Linked DNA regions of Gossypium hirsutum: all the other regions are linked to region 3. Evidence: chromatin contacts called from public Hi-C data. All regions are on one chromosome and are shown on one strand. Each heading gives the region's core, a stretch centred on a gene start, on an enhancer-like site or on the middle of the called end of the contact. The rest is flanking DNA. Distances are from core to core; before and after follow the strand shown.

Region 1 (3,491 bases), core at 12-2,511, 910 kb after region 3:
CAAAGGAAGGGTCGCCAGTGTCGCATATAATCTTGCAGAGATAATATGAAAGGGTGTTTATTTATCAAATATTAAAGTCGAAAATGAAAGAGTTTGATGATTCTATGTTATCATCTTTCGGGGATAAAGATAAAGTGGTTTTAAGGTTATCCCTACCATGTGCCCATCTTTTTTTTTTATCCTCCTAATGTATATGATTGATTTCCCTTTTATTTACATCAAACAAACCATACTACAGAGGATGCTAATGGAGAAAGCATGAATTTGGGAAGTCTATTTTGGACAAGGAGCAGTGGGTTCATTATTAAAAAAAGAGAATGGTGTAGCCATCACGGATCCCACATGCGTCTAATCTTCCATTTGAAAACTGTGATCGGGTCTGATATTGGCGACGTTAAAGCCTTTGATTCTTGATAATGGACCAAGAGGCCAGGGTGTGTATGGATGGCTGGCTGGCTGACTCAAATCCTCAAATCCTCATCACGCTTCTGTTTTCTGTGGCATTTATACGCAACTTGTATATAATTTTGTTTATAATTAGTATTTTAATAACTTCACCCTTATATTTTATGTTCAATAATGTATACCAAATTTTGAGTCAATTAAAATTGTATAATAAAATATTTTTATGTGATGAAATATTGACTATTAATTATATAATGATAAATATCATATGTTAATTGATATGATAAAGATATTGGATTAGTTCAAAATTTTTTAAGTGGAGGATAAATACAATTATTATTAATTGAGTTGTTATAATATAAAGGTAAAAAGAACTTTACAATCTTCCCCAATTTCAAAATTGAGCAAATTTGTCCTTCTAAAAAATTCAGAGTTATTTAATCTCTATCAATTTGATCCTAATTTATTAAATTTATTTCGCACAAATATTGAGGCTAAATTTATTTATTTTTTTTAAATGAAGGCCAAAATGAAAAATAATATAAACATTGAAGGTTAAATTTACTATTATATAAATTAAAATTATGTATAATTAATGGAAAACATTAATACTTTGATTATTGTCTTTAATTGCTCACTTTCAAAATTGACAATAGTAAAATTGCTCCAACTTTCTTTTACTAAATATAAATTATGTAAGTGTCTTATTTTATGTAAATCAAGTTTGGAACCTTAATAATAACCGTAATAATAAAATGTATTGTTGGGGGGGGGGGTTGATGGTGGGTCATTCTATGAAGCCTTTCCTTCCAGAGCCACCAATAAATGAAAAGCCCATTAGGAACCCACTGTTAGCTCAGAAATTAAGAACCCAAAGGCAAAGTATAGAATGTGATGATGTGAGCAAAGGAAAGCGGTAGACCAGGTCCAGCGTATGCCAGAAGTACCTTTTGGCATTCGGCGTTGCGATGCTAACTGCTAACCGAGAGACACTACTCATCAGCTCCATGAGTCATTGCTGTTCACTACTCTCTCGTCGTTCTCACACGTCAATGCTCCTCCCTCCACCTGACCCTGTTTCCTTCATCCCTGCTTCCTTCAATCACCTTAATGGATCCTAATCTTTCAAAGTTCCCCATTTTGTCCTACATCTTCTCCCAACAAGATCCTTACAATTACCCATCACTCCCTCCCCAAATCCGCCAGGATCTACTCACCCGTTTCCCCCATTTACCCGATCCATCAATCCTTGCTTCACTTTCCCGATCCATCCCCACCTCCGTCACTCAAACCCATTCCCTCCTACGCTCCCTAGGACCTCGACCCGATCCATCAGCTGTCTCCGCTGCTCGTTCCAAGATTACCCACATTCAAGAAACCCAATCTTCCTTACAGGAGGCCGACATATATAAGACCGTGCTTAGATTGGAAGGCTTGCACGAGGATTATGAGAGACAGTTGACTGAGGTGGAGGAGAATCTGGGTCGTTTGTATTGCTCAGCTGTCGAGCAAATGAGCGGCGATGATGAAGTAAATGAGGATGTTGTGAGGATATTGAAAGAAGCTGAGAATGGGGTGGTTGAAAGAGTTGAGCTTTCTGGAAGACAGTTGAGGCTATTGCCTGAGGCCTTTGGTAAACTTCACGGTTTGGTTTATCTCAATCTTTCCAATAACCAGATAGAGGTATTATATGTTTATTTTCATTATCTTTTCTTCTGTTTATGCCAAATTGATCCAAGGCTTGATGAAATTGCGAAAGTTGTGATGTTTAAGCTAAGAACTATAGTAGCTACGTTATGTTCCTTTGATCAACACTATACCAATTGATAAACTAAATACTTGGATTCTTTCCTTTTTCGCTATTCAATTAAAATTGCTTTATCTCCTGTTCTAAAAGTATGGCGTATTTCATGAGACTGAGGATATTGGTATATTTTCTCTGTTTTGCACAAAGAACTGCTGCTTATGGTCTTCACTACTTTACATATGTAAATTGTTTAACTGTATACAATATGGGTAGACGCTTATGTACTAGTGTTTTTGTGCTTGGGAACCAGGTCATTCCTGATTCGATTGGAGGACTAAAGAAACTTGAGGAGCTTAATGCATCCTCCAATCATTTGCAACATCTGCCTGACTCCGTTGGTTTGTTGCTTAATCTGAGGATCCTCAATGTCTCGGGAAACAAGCTAAATGCCCTCCCGGAAAGCATTGCACGATGCAGGTATTATACTATTTTTTGTTCACTCTTGCTGTTCCAGGAGTGAAATGCAAACACCAATCCTGATAAAGTAGGAATGAGTAAAACGTATCTGTTTTGAAAGCCAAACGTGCCCCCTTGCCAGTAAAAGAAGTTTGTCAGTCTATTAATCTAATTTGTCTCTACGCTGCACCAACCCCCTGTTTTAACAAATTAAACCCTAAACCATTAGAGCAAAAAAGAGCTGTAAATTCTAGCTAAACATCTGTATTCATCAAAAAAAATATTCTCTTTCTCTAATGTAGAAGTTCAGCCTTCCTCTTCAAATGTATTGGAAAAGAAAATACACACAGTGATTCTCACTCTCGTTCTAGATTGAAGAGCAAAATTTCCCTCGTCAATTGTGCTTCTAAAATATCTTTCCCTTTGGTTTGGTATTCATAGAATTTGGGTTCTGTTACATCCACATAACAATTCCATTGAAAATTTTGGTTATATTTCTAGTGAGGTAAGATATTTGAATTTTTATCCATTTTGAGACTTGATTTTGATTAGTGGTTTCAAATATTTTTATAATTATAGTTGTGAATTTGGGTGCGTTGATGCTACATACTGGACCAAAGCCAAATTTGGGTCCATTATCGGGCCATTTCATCCTTTTTATCAAAAAATTGAAGAACAAGTAACTGTCAATTATAGGTAACCACAAAAGTTTCTGAATCATAGGGAATTTAACTCAAAAGTTATCTACTTTTTTGAGAATGAAATATGGTCATGGCTTACGTTACATCAACTCTTCATTTTTCCTTAAGTACTTGTGTCAAGCACATATTTGGGGATGGATATGAGAGAACAATCCTCCAAATATATGAAGACAATAAAAACA
Region 2 (3,220 bases), core at 93-2,592, 750 kb after region 3:
CAAAATTTTCAGAGACAAAAGAAGAATAGATGTTTATACTTATTTGTTGAGCAACCATCATTCTACTTCGTTTCTTTATGATGCAAACGGTTGAGCAGAGTGGGGAAGCAGCGGCTGAGTCGACCTGGAGGGGACAACTTAGGACGGTGTTGGGTCGGAACGCAAGCCCAAAAAATAATAAAATGTTCAATTTTGATTAATAATTAGTCCTTTAAAGTTTAAATTGGTATGCAATCGCGAATTGTCATCTGTAAAGGACAATGACCAAAATGATGAACGTGAATTACAATAATTGCGAATTTAAATCACTGAGCCAAAGGCTTACTCCAATCCAGACATAAGCACTTGATAATAATCTTAATTTCAATATCTTTTTTCCAGCATTGATTAGCAAAGGGACCACTCTTGATGGAGATTTTCCAACACTACTCTATCGAAGGAGGAATTACCTCATGTATCATAAAATCTAGAGACGAAATTATGAAAAACATTGTTGACAACAAAAGAATGGCAGTGCATTGGAAGGTTAAGCCAATTTGGGAATGAATGGATTGATACAGAATGTGCAATGGTCTGACGATAGAGATAGCACGAAAAGCTAATAATAATCTCAGTAAAGTATCAAGAATTTCCGCATCTTAACTTAAATCAAGCAAATGCAACAAAGCAAAACACAAGTAAATAAACACCATACCATATATTGTTGAAGCAAAATTAAGAATGTTATGGTAAAATCTCATTTAAAAAATTAAGTCCTAGATGATAATATAAGAGATCCAAAAGCAAAAACCCTAACCTAGGCAGTGAGAACAACCGCCCCACCAGCCTCCTTAATCTTCTTCTCAGCAGTCTTAGATACTAACTTAGCCTTAACCACCATCGGTTGATTCTGGGGCAGCACACCTTTTCCCAAGACCTTAAAGTACCCGAACTGGGTCACGTCGATCATCGGCGCCGAATCCTTGTTGGCCTTTGCCTTCACGTCTTGTGGAACGAGAGACCAAAGCTTGTCGATGTTGACGATGGGGCAGTAAAACTTGTTGCAGAGTTTGTGGAAGTACCTCATACCCACTTTCCCGAAATACCCAGGGTGATACTTGTCGAAGAGGATCCGGTGGTGGTGCATACCTCCGGCGTTTCCTCGACCCCCCGGGTGCTTGCGGTGCTTGCCGATACGGCCATGACCGGCGCTCACGTGGCCGCGCTTCTTACGATTCTTCTTGAAACGGGTTGACATTGTTAGATACTTGGATTGAACGGGACTTCTGAAGCGCGGCTTATAGACGAGAAAAATGAAAATAGGGTTTTGTCAGTTTTTATTGTGTGGTGGACAATGGGGTTTTGCCTTTTAGGGCTTTGTGATTTGATGGATCTAAACAGGGGTTGGCCCTTATCACGTTGGGCTTAAAGGTTCATTTGGATCCTAGAATTGTGATTTTTTTTTTTTATAAATTTGCTGATAGGAGGTTATTTTCATATTTGGGAAAATATATAGATAAATTTAGCATAGGATATATTTTGATTGGGGTTGGGCCTTAAGGTTAGTTTCACATTTGCTCGGCTAATGTGTTCACTACTAATTTAAGTAAACTAATATAATATTAGTGATAAAGTCCAGTAAATCATGTTTCATTTGCTTTTGTTGAAAGGGTTGTAACAAACAACCACAGTTTTTAAGGTAGCGTTGCAGCCTACAAATTGCCTCGCGATACCGGAAAAGCTTAGCTAGTTGAACCATGACAATCAACCGAACACGTCGTTGCGTTAGCCATGTGGATTTCAACACGCTCACTTCCGGGGTACATTTAAGAGCAGGAAAATGAAAGCCCTCTCTTTGCTGAACCTCAAAGCTACAGCCTTGCTTCCCTTCTTGGCAACAGTTTTATTTCAAAGTTACAACTGTGGTTGCAGTGGGAAATTTTGGTTATTGTTTTATAGTCATCTTATTCTTCACTCACTGCTGTATGTATTGTTTCAGCTTCGCCTCAAATCAACACTTAAATCACTGTGGTACCAAGCAAGAAATTAACCTTATGCCTCACTCACTTAATGCATTTCTCATGCTTACGGGTAGACGGTAATAGTACTAGAAAATAAAGAAAACTCGATCAAAGTATCGTCTTCAAAATAATTTTAACCTACATAGTTTAGATCTCAAAATACCAATTACAAAATAAGATGGTCACCAAGTGAATTACCAATTTATGGTTCCATAATAAATGTCTATTTCTTTCCCTTCTACATCCATGAACTTTACCATAACTTCTTGAACACGTACGACCACATTAAGCAATGGCACCACATATAACACACCATTCCCAGATTAGTAAATTGCTAATGTCAATGAAGCAGGGCAGCTAAGACATATGCTTTTCGTACTTTCATTTTGGTCTGCAACACCTATTAATAAGATGGGTTTCAGCATGGAAATTGGGGATTAATGGCTCAACTACGGGCATAATCGAACCGAGCCAAGCCTGAATACTGCCAAGCTTAAGCTCGGCTCAAGATATAATCGAGCTTGATTAAGCTCGTTTACTAATTTCTGAACTCGAGCTCAAGCTCAACTCAATAATTAAGTTTAAGGTTAATAATACATATTAAGGATAATAACGTAATTTAATAATATAAAATTATAAAAAGCTCAATAAGGCTTGCGAGTTTGAGTCAAGTATTACTACGCTCAAAGTTGGCTCGAGGAGAGCTCGACTCGATAATTACCAAAGCAAGTTTGAAGTTTTTTCGAGTTGAACTCAAGTAACTTGTGAGTACCAAGAGACTGCATCGACTAAAATTTATTCCAAAATTCACCAACACAAAAGAAAGCTATCGCTAGTCCCCCATAAGATTCATCATCATAAATTTCCATGCCAAAGTTTTGAATCGCTTCAAACTATGCAGGAAAACCTTAATGGCATACATCACGTACAACAAGCCATTGCACTCGGGGCTATAAGTATTCAACTTAAGTCCATGTCTACCAAAATCTATGGTATGCAACAAAACACAACTAGATGAACTACATATCTCAAAACTTATCACATATAATATCTATAGTTGAGCCAAAATTACGAATGTTAATGCAAAATTTAATTTCAAAATAAGTCTAAGATAATAATATAACAGAGATGCCATTCAGATCTAAAATCAAAAGATCTAACCTAAGCGGTGAGCACAACCGCACCACTAGCCTCCTTAATCTTCTACTCAGCAGTCTTGG
Region 3 (3,548 bases), core at 199-2,698:
CCAAGAACCAATAGATCGGTAAAATTCAAAAATCCTTTTCTATATATCCCCTTCCAACCAACCACCACAAAGGGTGGATATGAAACTCCTCTTTGCCTCAGTCTCTTATGTCTGTTATTTTTGAAAACCTGTTGTCAAACGACCATGTTTGCTATAATATATCAGGTATCGAAGAATATCGAGTTGGGTTTGGCAGCTCTTCGAGGTGAAAAAGGGCCGGCATATGACCGGATTGTTTTGAATGCTGGAATTGTGGATCATTTACTAGGATGTGATGGGGCAGAAGACGTTCCTTAGCTTTGGAAAGAGCCAAAGAAGCCATTGACAGTGGTAAGGCCCATAAGAGGCTCCTAAATTATATAAAGATGTCGCACAAAGTAAAATAATGAACTTGTATGGAGCACTGCCTGCTTCTCTCTCGCATTTTTTTGGTCTTTTTCTTAATTAGAGGAGAGAAAGTGGTCTTTTACAGATATCTTTTCTATATCTGTTTTTTGATAGCATTAAAATTTTGTACCATCTAAAAATTAGTTGCAAATCCAATGTCATTGATTAATTGTTTTTTTTCTATATATTTACTATCCTCAAAAGTAATTCTCTTAAAAGAAAGTTCGAGTTTAGGTAAAATATTTATATATATTTTATAAATATAATATATTCATTCATTGTCTTTTTTATTTATTTATACAATATTAGGAATGGGGATGAGATAACACAATTTGAACTCATGCCAAATGAACATCCGGTAAAAACTTTAACTACTATTTTATACGAGTCAAGATCATCACTTCATACAAATCAAAATTTATTCATTTATTGTTAATCAATTAAGTTTATTGATTTTGTTATTCCTAATTGGTCTCATATTATATCAAGTGATATGATTATACTGATATCCGTTCATTCCGGGTGAAGTTCATAGAGCAGCAACATTATCACCAATGAAAAAAGCATTCGCCATCCATCTTAAGACATTTAGCGTTTGGAGCAACAGGGTAAACAGTAGGAAAAGTGGAGGATGAGGAAGATGTTCTGTACGTCTTAATGGGCCTGGGCTGAAAAAATGTTTTTGTAGGCAAGGATTTTTGGTTTGGGCTAACTAAATGCCTCGACATTTTTTTTTGTAGAATTCTCTTCTTTTCAAGGTTAACAGCTCTTCAGTTTTCTTACAAAGTATTGATGCATGATTCTGATTGATTGGGCTAAATCTTGAAGGACTAGAAACTGCATTTGATCATGTTGAGTGATAGCATTTCACCAGTCTTTTAACAATTTTGTGAATCTAAAAATAAATTTAATGAGAATGTTGTAATTGTTATCTTCAATTAATTTACAAGTTTCTAACTAAGAATGAAATTTTTGAATCCTGTCTTGCCACTTTTCTAATGGTAAATCATCAAGAGTGAAAGATAAAAATAAATAAATAGCGATGATTGACCTTCGCTAATATTCATAATAATCATTCATGAAAGTTGACCAAATTACTACTACCATTTGCCATTAGCCATTAGATGAGAAAATTCCTCTAAAGAATGGAACGTGAACCACACTTGGGAGTTGGTGAGAGCGACCAATGTTGAACATGAGTCCAAAGAAGACGTGAGGGAGTCCCCAAAGGGTTCATTATCTACCAATAACTCACAGTTTGAAGCTACACCACACCTCGCCGATCAATTTTATCCTTTGTGTTTTGATCTTTTAAGATAAAACACAGCATCCCCACATTTTCAAAATAAATCCCCTTTTTCAGTGGCTCTGCTGCTGCCACTGCTTTCAAATCCTTACACACTGCCACATCTTTATATATATCAATTCTTTATTTGTATATATTGCCTTTCCCTGACATGAAAAAGTCTCTGACACTTGCAACACAATAAACTACACATAAAATCTGTGCCTGCCCTTTGCTCTGCACACCTCGGGATATCAGTTTCAACTCCACTCATCCCACGGGTTACTCTCGTTTACGGAGTTTTTTTCTGTTCTGCACTTCCCTGTTTAGTTTTAAGGGTGAACTGTTTGGATTTTCTGGTAATTCATGATTTATTGAGTTTAGGTCCTGAATTTTACGGATTCTTGGTTTTGGTGTAAGGTAACCGTGTGATTTTGTTGATAGACTATTGATTATTGACTGTTTTCAAACTTCTAAATGCATTTCTATGCCTGGATTTTCTAGTATTCTGGCTTGGCTCCATATTCACTGATAATTGCATTGATCGCATCGCAAGAGGCTCTCTTTCACTTTATGATTTTCCTTTTAATCCTTTCCATTAATGCATGTTTTCCTATCATATGAACCTTAGAGCCGATGTTTGTTTTTCCTTTTCAAATGTTTAGACCCGATTTTAAGATTTAGGATTAGAGCGAATTTATAGTGATTATATTATAACGTTCGAATTGTTTTGCTGATTGTTACTCTCGTATTGGAACTGGAAAGCCAAGTAATAAACTTATATGCAAAACCAAAATGTTAAATTAGACTTATGCTTTTTAGTTCTCTTACAGGTTGAGTACCGAGTCCATATATTGGTAAGTTCAAGGAAGGAACTTGGGCATCATGGGTCTTAAGGCATTAGACTATGAGACAATGAATGAAAACGTGAAGAAAGTTCAATATGCAGTTAGAGGTGAGTTGTATCTTCGAGCTTCTGAGCTTCAGAAGGAAGGGAAGAAGGTATGTTTTTCCTGCTTTCTTCTTATTTTATTTCAGCATGCAGTTCTGCTTCGTATGCTGAATTCGCAGAGTTTTATATGTTGGTGCTTTTAGCTTTTGCTATCAACAGAGAATGTGTAAATGCCTATTTCCTACATATTCTTTGTTGGGGTATTTAAAACCATACTGTTGTTCTTAGATATTTTTGAAAACTTATCATAATTAGTATAATCACAGTTTGAGCTAGACTTAGAGTACTTATTTACCATTCAAGGACTCCGGGTGTAAGAGTTAGGGGAGTTAACAAGATTCCCTTGGTCTGGGTTAATAGTTCTAACCAGGTCCTCTCAGAAATTTTAGCTTAATTAAAGGCTGATTGCTGCATTTTTCTCGAGGACAGTGATAATCAAAAGGCCTCTCTCTGTGCCGTAGGTTTCATTTCCCGACATGTTCTCCTGTACTTATTTACCATTCAAGTACATGCAGCTTGTACTTATGACATCTTTTTATTAGTTCTTTATTCATTTTTTTAATTGTAACTTATTTAGTGCCTTTTGAGTATTAAGTGATTGTACTCTAGTTTCCTAGATAAATGCCTCCTTGATTCTATTTTCATCTTTTGTCCGAAAGCTTCTCAAGGAGGGATTCCTTGTGTCAAACACAATTAAAATGTCTACATGAACCTCTATGCAGTATATGAAATCCACTGTTGACTGGGGGAGCATTCATTTCGAAGTATCTAGTGCTTCTTTATAAGAATCAATTTCAGAAGTTATATGTTTTGGTGTTTTGGTTGATTATTTTGCATGTCACTACTGAGTGGAGCTCCAAAAACATGGCACTATTAGATTTTTTATTAAAAAAAATAATGTGGATATGTTAATTCGTTTAGCTG

Evidence for each region. A called contact is a pair of places that touch in the nucleus more often than the background predicts.
Region 1: a contact with region 3 is called in a Hi-C map of leaf, with 1.6 times the contacts expected there. The contact joins the promoter of LOC107886546 here to the promoter of LOC121219607 in region 3. A contact is called at or near these places in 4 of 34 Hi-C or Micro-C datasets (callus and leaf).
Region 2: a Hi-C map of leaf shows a contact between it and region 3, with 4 times the contacts expected there. The contact joins the promoter of LOC107886540 here to the promoter of LOC121219607 in region 3. A contact is called at or near these places in 12 of 34 Hi-C or Micro-C datasets (anther, callus, hypocotyl and 2 more).

What each region holds. Positions count from the first base shown.
Region 1 is chrA03:96,981,570-96,985,060 of Gossypium_hirsutum_v2.1, reverse strand. It overlaps LOC107886546 (plant intracellular Ras-group-related LRR protein 3), which reads left to right and starts at 1,261. Exons shown (of 3, transcript XM_016810539.2): 1 at 1,261-2,088; 2 at 2,463-2,629. The coding sequence starts at 1,516. LOC107886545 reads left to right here. Exons shown (of 4, transcript XR_001680791.2): 4 at 1-639.
Region 2 is chrA03:97,138,957-97,142,176 of Gossypium_hirsutum_v2.1, reverse strand. It overlaps LOC107886540 (60S ribosomal protein L27a-3), which reads right to left and starts at 1,342. Exons shown (of 1, transcript XM_016810533.2): 1 at 679-1,342. The coding sequence starts at 1,237. The coding sequence ends at 797.
Region 3 is chrA03:97,889,484-97,893,031 of Gossypium_hirsutum_v2.1, reverse strand. LOC121219607 (glutamate--glyoxylate aminotransferase 2) reads left to right here and starts at 1,448. Exons shown (of 14, transcript XM_041098080.1): 1 at 1,448-2,031; 2 at 2,506-2,674. The coding sequence starts at 2,558. It also overlaps the pseudogene LOC121218319.